Regions from separate parts of the Mus musculus genome. Here region 1 is linked to region 2. The links are chromatin contacts, called in public promoter capture Hi-C maps. All regions are on one chromosome and are shown on one strand. The core of a region is the stretch at or near the end of the contact, and the rest is flanking DNA. Distances in the headings are between cores, read along the strand shown.

Region 1 (3,746 bases), core at 811-3,310, 2.8 Mb after region 2:
AAGGCCATAATGTGCCCTGTACTAAAAAACACATTCAGCCTTAGAAAGTGACAGAATAAAATAGTTTTACCACTTGATAAGACAATTATCCCAATGTTCTTTCCCATCAGGAAGGGTTGTAGCTACTTAATCATTAGGACGTTATTTTATATACTTTCTTTCTCTTCATTTTTAAGTGTTCTCATTCTCCTGACTTGGGCCTAAACTTGCTTCTTGATCTAAGAATGTTTATATGACCTGCAGCAAAAGATTCCTTCTGTGATTCAACAATACTTCACACCACACTGTCTCAGTGTCAGAAAGAAGAAAGAAGAACTGTTCATGGTGGGCTGTCTGCCTACTTCCCCTGAATTCAGTGTGCTGCCCCTGTCTTCAGAGTAAGGCACTGCCTAGGATGTCAGGGGCACCATGCTCTTGAGAGTAAGGGGGAATTTATACCTGTTTCCATGAGAAGTGTAGGCCACATATAGGATACTGACACTCAACAAAAGCACGCCTTATTTCTCTCACCAGCCCTCATGCTCCTTCTCTCCCAATTCAGTTCCCAAAATGTGAAGCCTACCAGCTTCACTGGACAATCCTTACTTAAAGCATTGACAGAATTAAATGTGATATGAACTATTCCACTACATTTTTTTCCAAAACATGTATTTATGGTATTTGCTAACCTTTACAGTGAAGGAGGAATTTAATCATAACACCCAAAGAAATAATATTTGCAAATTACCATAGAATGTGTTTATTGTATTTGGGGCCAAGACAAAGATTATACAATTAAAAACGTTGCCTAAAAGTATTTCCCTCCTTTGAGGATTCAGCTAAATTTAGAAAAGAATCTGTTCTCATGTTTTTATTTAAACAAAAATATTGAGCTTTCAAAAATGCATCTTAGCAGACACATACACAGTGCATATACCCACACAGATGTATTTTGTATTTTATAACACTCTTCTCTGATTATCATATCATATACATCTAGGTGTGCAGTTGACTGCAGTTTGAATGAGTTACCGTTAATGCTGAACAAGGGCTGTACTCTCTTTCTACCCACACTGGTAATCATCACCTCTTCTCTCAGAGGTATCAGTGACCTTGTGCTTTTTCTCTAACAGATCCTGGTGGAAATTTCCTGCTAATTCATGTGGTGACTGCTTTGTAACCATGGTATTTCTCCAAAACAAGAGGGAAGAGCCCTGTGTTTCCTCTTCACCAATGAAGAGAAATGATGAATAGAAATTCTTTTAGTGAGGCCTTTCCTTTGTGAACTTTAGAAACTTCTCTAATCATTTCTGTAACAGGTTTTGCAACCTCAGTGATCGGAGAGAAGATAACAATCCTGAAAATAGTGGGGAACACTGGCCTCCCTTTGACAACACGGAGCTGCCAATGTGGATTCCATGAGTGTGAGGACAGGAGGAAGCTTCTTATCACAGAAACGAGTGGGAGAGACTTGCATGTGGAAGCGAACAGCAGTGGAGATTCTTGGCTGAAAGATAATGATGACGGTAACAGGATGCCATGCTGTTCTCTGAGAAACAACGTGAATATTCTCAAGAAGGAGAAAAGAATACATAAAACACCACAGCTGCCAACACTGCAAGCAAAATATATTAATTCAGAATCAGAGAGGCAGCCTGCCCTCCGTGCCCCCACCCCCACCCCCTTGCTGCTTCAAAGAACAATGTGAAAAAAGGGAAGGCCAGTTGAAACTACCCTTCTTGTCTTTCTCTTCTGTAACAAATGACACGAAAGCAGAAAGGAAGAGAACAACTCCTGCCTTTTTCCTTGGTATGGAAGAAGACGCAAGAGTTTACAAACCAGCTGACAAGAGTTTAAACAGAAAAGATCAAGTGGAAAAAAAAATATGGAAGTCTCCGGGCTTTGAGGGCTGTAAGATATTGTGCAGGGGTGCAGGCATGCAGATTGGCTTTGAAAGTCACAGGATGAGAATGACACTAGTTCCAAGCCAGTGAGAGCCAGCAGGAAATGTATGAAGGATGTGGGTTTGTCTTAGTTAGGAGGGAGGGAAGGCACATGAGCGTTTCTTTCAGTTGACTGATTCTAAATAAGCCACTCACACATGAGGCATCGTCCTCAGGTCTGCTTCCTACGTCTAGGTCAGCCATGACCAGGAGAGGACCATCAATCACTCCTACTCACAAAATGGAGTGAGTGTGATTGATTGCTTAGGACTGAATTAGCCCTGCCTGATTCATGGGAACCTTAATGGAATCTGGAGGCCCTGAACTGGAAACTTAGGTTTTGGCCTGGAAATGGACCCCAAACCTTGGGGCTAACTCCAGGTGTGCCCTAGTCAATCCAAACCCTCAGCTGTGAGGAGGAGGAGGAGGCACCGGAGAGCTGCAGATTGCCACTTTTGTTTTATATCATTTTAACACTTGAAGGTTTTCTTTCTAAAAATCATGAGAACGATAAGGCAGCTTGTTTCTGTAGGAGATCAAACTCCACTACCACTTTCATGAGGAATATGCTTATTTATCTTGCTCAGATCAGTTCCATGCACAGAGATACAATAGAAACAACTTTTCAGAAAGTATACATGGGTGTGCAGTGAAACGCCCAACACTTACCTAACTTCACTCTAGCATTGTATAGTCATTGACAGGAGGCTGAATTAATTACTTTCCCCTTGATGTGATAAAATATCCTAAGAGAAGTAGACTGAACAGGCAGTTAGTTTGCCTCAAGGTCCTAGGGTCCAGTCCATCCTGATATGGAAGTCCTGTTGGAAGGAGTATAGGCAGCCAATCACATTGCATTTGCAATGAAGAAGCTGGGGGAAATGGACACTGTGCCCAACTTCCTTTGCCCTTGGTTTGCCTAAGACGCCACCCATGGAATGCTGCTACTCAGTTAGAGTGGTTTTTTCCAAGGTTGTCTTTCACAGGTCTTTCCCCAGACCTGTAAGGTAGCAATGTTACAACACATAGCTGGTATAAACAGGAGTATTGTGAATATGTTGTTTCAAGACTACAAGGTCAACTTTGAGAGACCATGTTTATTTTAAAAATGAACCTTTGTCCTTCCTACACTCAAATTGTCCTATATTGTATAAGACTCTGTGGAAGAAAAAGATGGCAGAGAGTTCAGGGCTTTCTTTATACCCCTTGAAAAAGCCTTTGCCTCCTTCACTATATATAGAAACCATTAGGGTTCAATATTTTTATATGCTAGCAGTTTTAGTTTCTATAGTTTGTTTGTTTGTTGGAGAGACAGGGTTTCTGTGCCATATGTTTGTTTCTCTGAGAGACAGGCTGGCTGTACTGAAACTCACTTTGTAGACCAGGCTATCCTCAAGCTTACAGAGATTATCTGCCTCTGCCTCTCAAAGGCTGGGATTAAAGGCATGTGTCACCATTGCCCTATTATAGTAGTTATTTAGTCTCAATTGGGGTTTCTACCCTATCTTTGATCATTCAATTCCCATATAAAAGTAAAAAAAAAAAAAAAAAACAAAAAAACTTTATATTATGACAAGCCTTTAAAGCACTAGAGCAAGGCAGAATCTGCTTTCTATGCTATTATGTCTACTTCTTGTCAGTAACTCCATTATAACTTGTCACATTACATCTGGACTGCTCTTAACTCCAATTGGCTAGCTAGGCTTCATGTCCATGTGTTTATGGTTCACCTACCCCATGGCATGTTCTTTGCTCTCCATCTTTTCTCTCCCTGCCTCTTCATGGTCCTCCTCTGATCCTAAGCCCAGGAACCTACTTCTCTTT
Region 2 (4,167 bases), core at 561-3,060:
AGTCGATCATCATTCTTCCTACTTCCTTGCAGACACCAAGAGTGAACACTCAGCAAAGTACCCGTGGACCCATATATCTAAGGAGGTCCATTTAGGAAGGACATTAGACAGCGAATTGAATGAGTGAGATTGGAAAGCAGTCCCCAACTCTGTGTTCCACAGAGCTCTCATCCAATTAATCTGATGAGAAGATACTGTGATCTATTTTCTCACACATTTGGAAGGAAATGACTCTGCTCCTGTGCCACGCCTGTCTGCTTTCTGCCATGTTGATAACGGACTGAACCTCTGAAACTTTAAGCAACCCCTCAGTTAAATTCTTTCTCTTGTAAGAGTTGCCTTGATCATGAAGTCGCTTCATAGCAATCAGCCAGTAAGTAAGGGCCGTTCATTTACACAACGGAATACTACTTAGCTATTAAAAGTAAGAACATCGTGAAATTTGCAGACAAAAGATGGGACTACAAAACATCCTGAGTAAGGTAACCCAGACCAAAACTGACATGCATGGTATATACTCACTTATAATTGGACATTAGCCTTAAGGATACCCATGCTACAATCCAACAGAGCCAAAGAAGTGAAATAACCAAAAGGGCCCAAGGAAGGATGCTTGAATCTCACTTAGAAGGGGAAGTAAAATAGTCACTGGGGATGGGTGGAGGAAGGGAAATGCAGGGGAGAGAGGATGGGGAATGGTGTGTAGGTTTAGGGAGAGCCGGGAGAGTGAAGAGAAATTGGCCTGGTGGGGGATGGGGTGGGGGAATGACTCTGACATGCCAGAGATCTGGCATTGGGAAGACCTCAGGCAGTCTATGAAGGTGACTGTAGCTGAGACTCCTAACAGTAGCAGATATGGAGTGGCTACCTCCTGCGTTATACGGGACTCCCAGTAGAGGGATAAGGACACCAACCCACCCTCAAAATCTTCCACCGATCTCCTTTTTGTGATACCTTGCAAATCTCAAAACCTTACTAAGCCTGGTAACTAAGGGGCAGACTTTCAGTGTAGATGCACACATGAGGGCTGATCCTGAGATCAGCTGAAGCTTGCTATCAGAGGGACAGGCGCTTGCCCAAAGGACAGCCCTTGGACAGTTTATTCTGACGTTTTCTTTATGTTAGACTAAAGGGCTGTGTGGTTTGCACAAATATTTTTCATGGCATTTCAGATCTGCTTGGGAAACTCAGAGAGAATGTGCCAGGGTGAAACTTCATGCTGTTTCATGCTATAGCAGGCATTCTGAGCAACTCTCCCTGGGCACCTGCTGGCTCTGGGATTCCTGCTCTAAAGTTCTGGTGCATCTGCACCTAACTCAAGTAGTCTCTTGTATGTCTAGCCACAAGTGTGGCAAGTACCAGTACTGGGTTAGAGCTGAGGTCTTGGTTTCCCAATAGATATGCAGTGCTTTTTTGATAGCATGAATATACATAAGATAACCCAGGCCTTACTAGAAGACAGAGAAAGAGGAACTTTCCACTCTTCTTGACAGCCAGTTCCTCCCCTGACCCAACCCAACCCAGTGGCTAAAATTTTAATCACATTTTCTCTTTTAGAATAACTTGATGCACCACATATAAATATACGACACTTGAAAACTGACTATAACATTGATAAATAATGATATTATTGACTGACTGTGCAAGGCAAACTCTAAGGGGAATAATGTGGTTAACTACATGTACCCAGGAAGTGGGTTGTTTTTTAAAGTCTCTGCTCACCCTTTGCCCCCGCCTTTTTTTTTTTTTTCTTAAGTACTGAAATTAAGCAGCAACGAACACAGGCCTCCCCTTAGGACACGTGACCTTACTCCTTTCCGTTTTGTTGTAAGAGTCAGTAAAAGGAGTTGATGGCAGTTTTAATAGCAAGTCACCATGGAGAAAAGGTATGTAACTTTACATTTGTACTGTGGGTTAACTACTTGAAAGTATTGCTGGCACAAATGCATAATCATTTCTACAGATTGGAAGGCTCTTACCTATGAGCCAAATATCAGCTTGTTTCTTTCAGTGCAGAAAGGTGTATTCTGTCTCATAACTGCAACTGTCAAATTCATACTTCCTTTATGGAAATATTATACTAGTATCTTTTCATGATTTTAGACTAAAATGTTAAAGACTGAGTATAGAAAAGTTTTAGATTGAAAGTGCTTTTAAAAGTAATTGTTCGTAAAATACATGAGACCATGTGCCCTTAACTGATAGCTACTTTAAAACTCGAATTATCAGAAATACACATAACGAGAGAAAAAAAAAAGCCACTATAAATAACAATAGGAGAGGGCCTCTTAAATTTCAGTGAGAAAAATACTCCCTCTCAGGCAATATGTAAAGAGCTATAAGAAGGTTCTCAAACATAACTGGATAAAACAGCCACTAAGAAGCAAGAAAATTGTATCACATAAAATGATAAGCTTCGTCACAACTGAGCATTTCCCCTAACATTTCTGTGTTGAACTGGATAACATCAGGCCAACTTTCTAATTCATAAAAAGACATTTATGTTGAAAACAAACGTTTCACCTGATTTCACTGGCTGTTGTTTCTGGGAAGAGGGCTCACTTGAGACATCCTTTTGTTGTTTAAGGTAACTGTATTTTTAAGTGTTCTGAAATAATAAACCTTTGAAATGAAAAGAATTTGTTCACTGCAAACCAGCAAGAGCTTTGCTTAGCCACTGACATTGTGCCAATGTCTCCGTGCATTCTAATGTAGCTAGAGATATCATCAAAATGTTGCTAATCTGAGACAAATAGCTAAACAAATATAACTGGAGAGTTTTGTAAAAATTTAATAAAAGCGCAAGATATTATCCCCTTGTCTCTCACAGTATTTTATCGTGCTGGTGGATAAGGAAGTGCACCCCACAATGCAAATATTGGGGGTTATTAAAAATGGTTACAGGATTGATAAGTGGCAACAATCTTTTTTCTTTTATTGTGCTCTATTGAAAGACATTTATACATATTTTTTGACATAGTCAGTTTTAAAGGAAATTATTCAGCAGGCTGATACACTCATGTCACGATGCATTTAAGTTCTCTTCAATTGTCCACACTGAAGCTAGCTACTTGTTGACTGTTGAAATGATTACAGAAAAATAGAGATTAAGGACATGGTATCCAATACTTTTTATTGTTAGCATGTCAGAAGATCTTGGTAATATATACTTGCGTTGATATTCTGATTAGAGTTTCAATTTGTTGTATTTCCTCACTATGGAGAGCAGTATTTAAATCGGTCTTCAATATTGTGCTGCTGAGACTTTGCCTCCTGAGCTGTATTCTTCAGATAATTTTTGTTGATATGTTATTGCTGATTTCATTGTATTATAAAAAGAACAGCACATGAATAGAGGTGATAGAACCCACACACTAGCAAAAAAAAAAAAAAAAATGAATGTTCAGGCAAGCATCTGAAGTACGGATAAGACCATTAAGGTTTAAAATATTTCATGTGATTGAAAACCGAATTATTTGTAATAAGTGTTTTTGCAGATACTGTTAATGTCAGATGTTTTTTGGAGTATGTGTGAAATGAAGGATAAATTAAGACAGTTTGGGAGGGATGTAGACAAAGCAGCAAGTGAAATATACAAACTGATGATTTCAGACCTGTTTTGCAAAACAACGGTGCTCAGACTCTGGACTATTCAGACCAAATCTTAAGGGACTTGATTACAAATGAGTTATTCCAGATCATTCTGCCTTTGTGCATGTTGAATAGCTAGGCACGTTTAAGTGACATGAAACAAGACAGAGAATTTTATTTCCAAACTCATTGCAGAGCAGAGCTGATAAAGAACACCGAAAGGAGAAAAGTCTTTCCTGTGTACTCTCTTTTTGCTAATTTTTGACCCTCTGTCATGGGGTACTCCACAGCTGTGTCTGATCTAGAATCCCGCAGTTTACTTATTTCATGATGCAAAATAGAGAGAGGGACTCTAAGGCAGACAGCCTAATACTCTAAAGGAAGGCCACATGGTCTTGATGTCCTTGCCAGGCCTTCTCGGCTCCCCAGCGTAGCTCTAATATGATCTTTCAGACAGCAGCATCCAAATGACCACTTCAATGTTGACAGTTTCCAATCTCGTTTAAAGATGTTGTGCATGATAACCAGTTGTGAACTATCCTGGACAGAGCGTCTTGCTACCCCAGTCCAATCAGT

The links. Promoter capture Hi-C pulls out the DNA fragments that hold promoters and counts their contacts.
Region 1: a contact with region 2 is called in a promoter capture Hi-C map of the HPC-7 cell line, with 13 times the contacts expected there. The contact joins the enhancer-like site here to the promoter of Arhgap15 in region 2. A contact is called at or near these places in 7 of 39 promoter capture datasets (the C10 cell line, the HPC-7 cell line, cranial neural crest and 4 more), 1 of 484 Hi-C or Micro-C datasets (pro-B cells) and 1 of 115 datasets of contacts at active chromatin or transcription factors (large pre-B cells).

The regions. Positions count from the first base shown.
Region 1 is chr2:46,523,386-46,527,131 of GRCm38.p6, forward strand. No RefSeq gene overlaps it. Among named protein-coding and RNA genes, the nearest start is that of Gm13470, 82 kb to the left of the region's middle. Within about 2 kb of position 2,061, at least 19 of the 459 cell types and tissues checked have an H3K27ac peak or open chromatin away from gene starts, as enhancers often do. A contact at or near this core is called in the HPC-7 cell line and pro-B cells, where this site is marked.
Region 2 is chr2:43,747,014-43,751,180 of GRCm38.p6, forward strand. It overlaps Arhgap15 (Rho GTPase activating protein 15), which reads left to right and starts at 1,811. Exons shown (of 14, transcript NM_153820.3): 1 at 1,811-1,886. The coding sequence starts at 1,876. All of the region lies in intron 1 of Gm39804 (a long non-coding RNA gene), which reads right to left.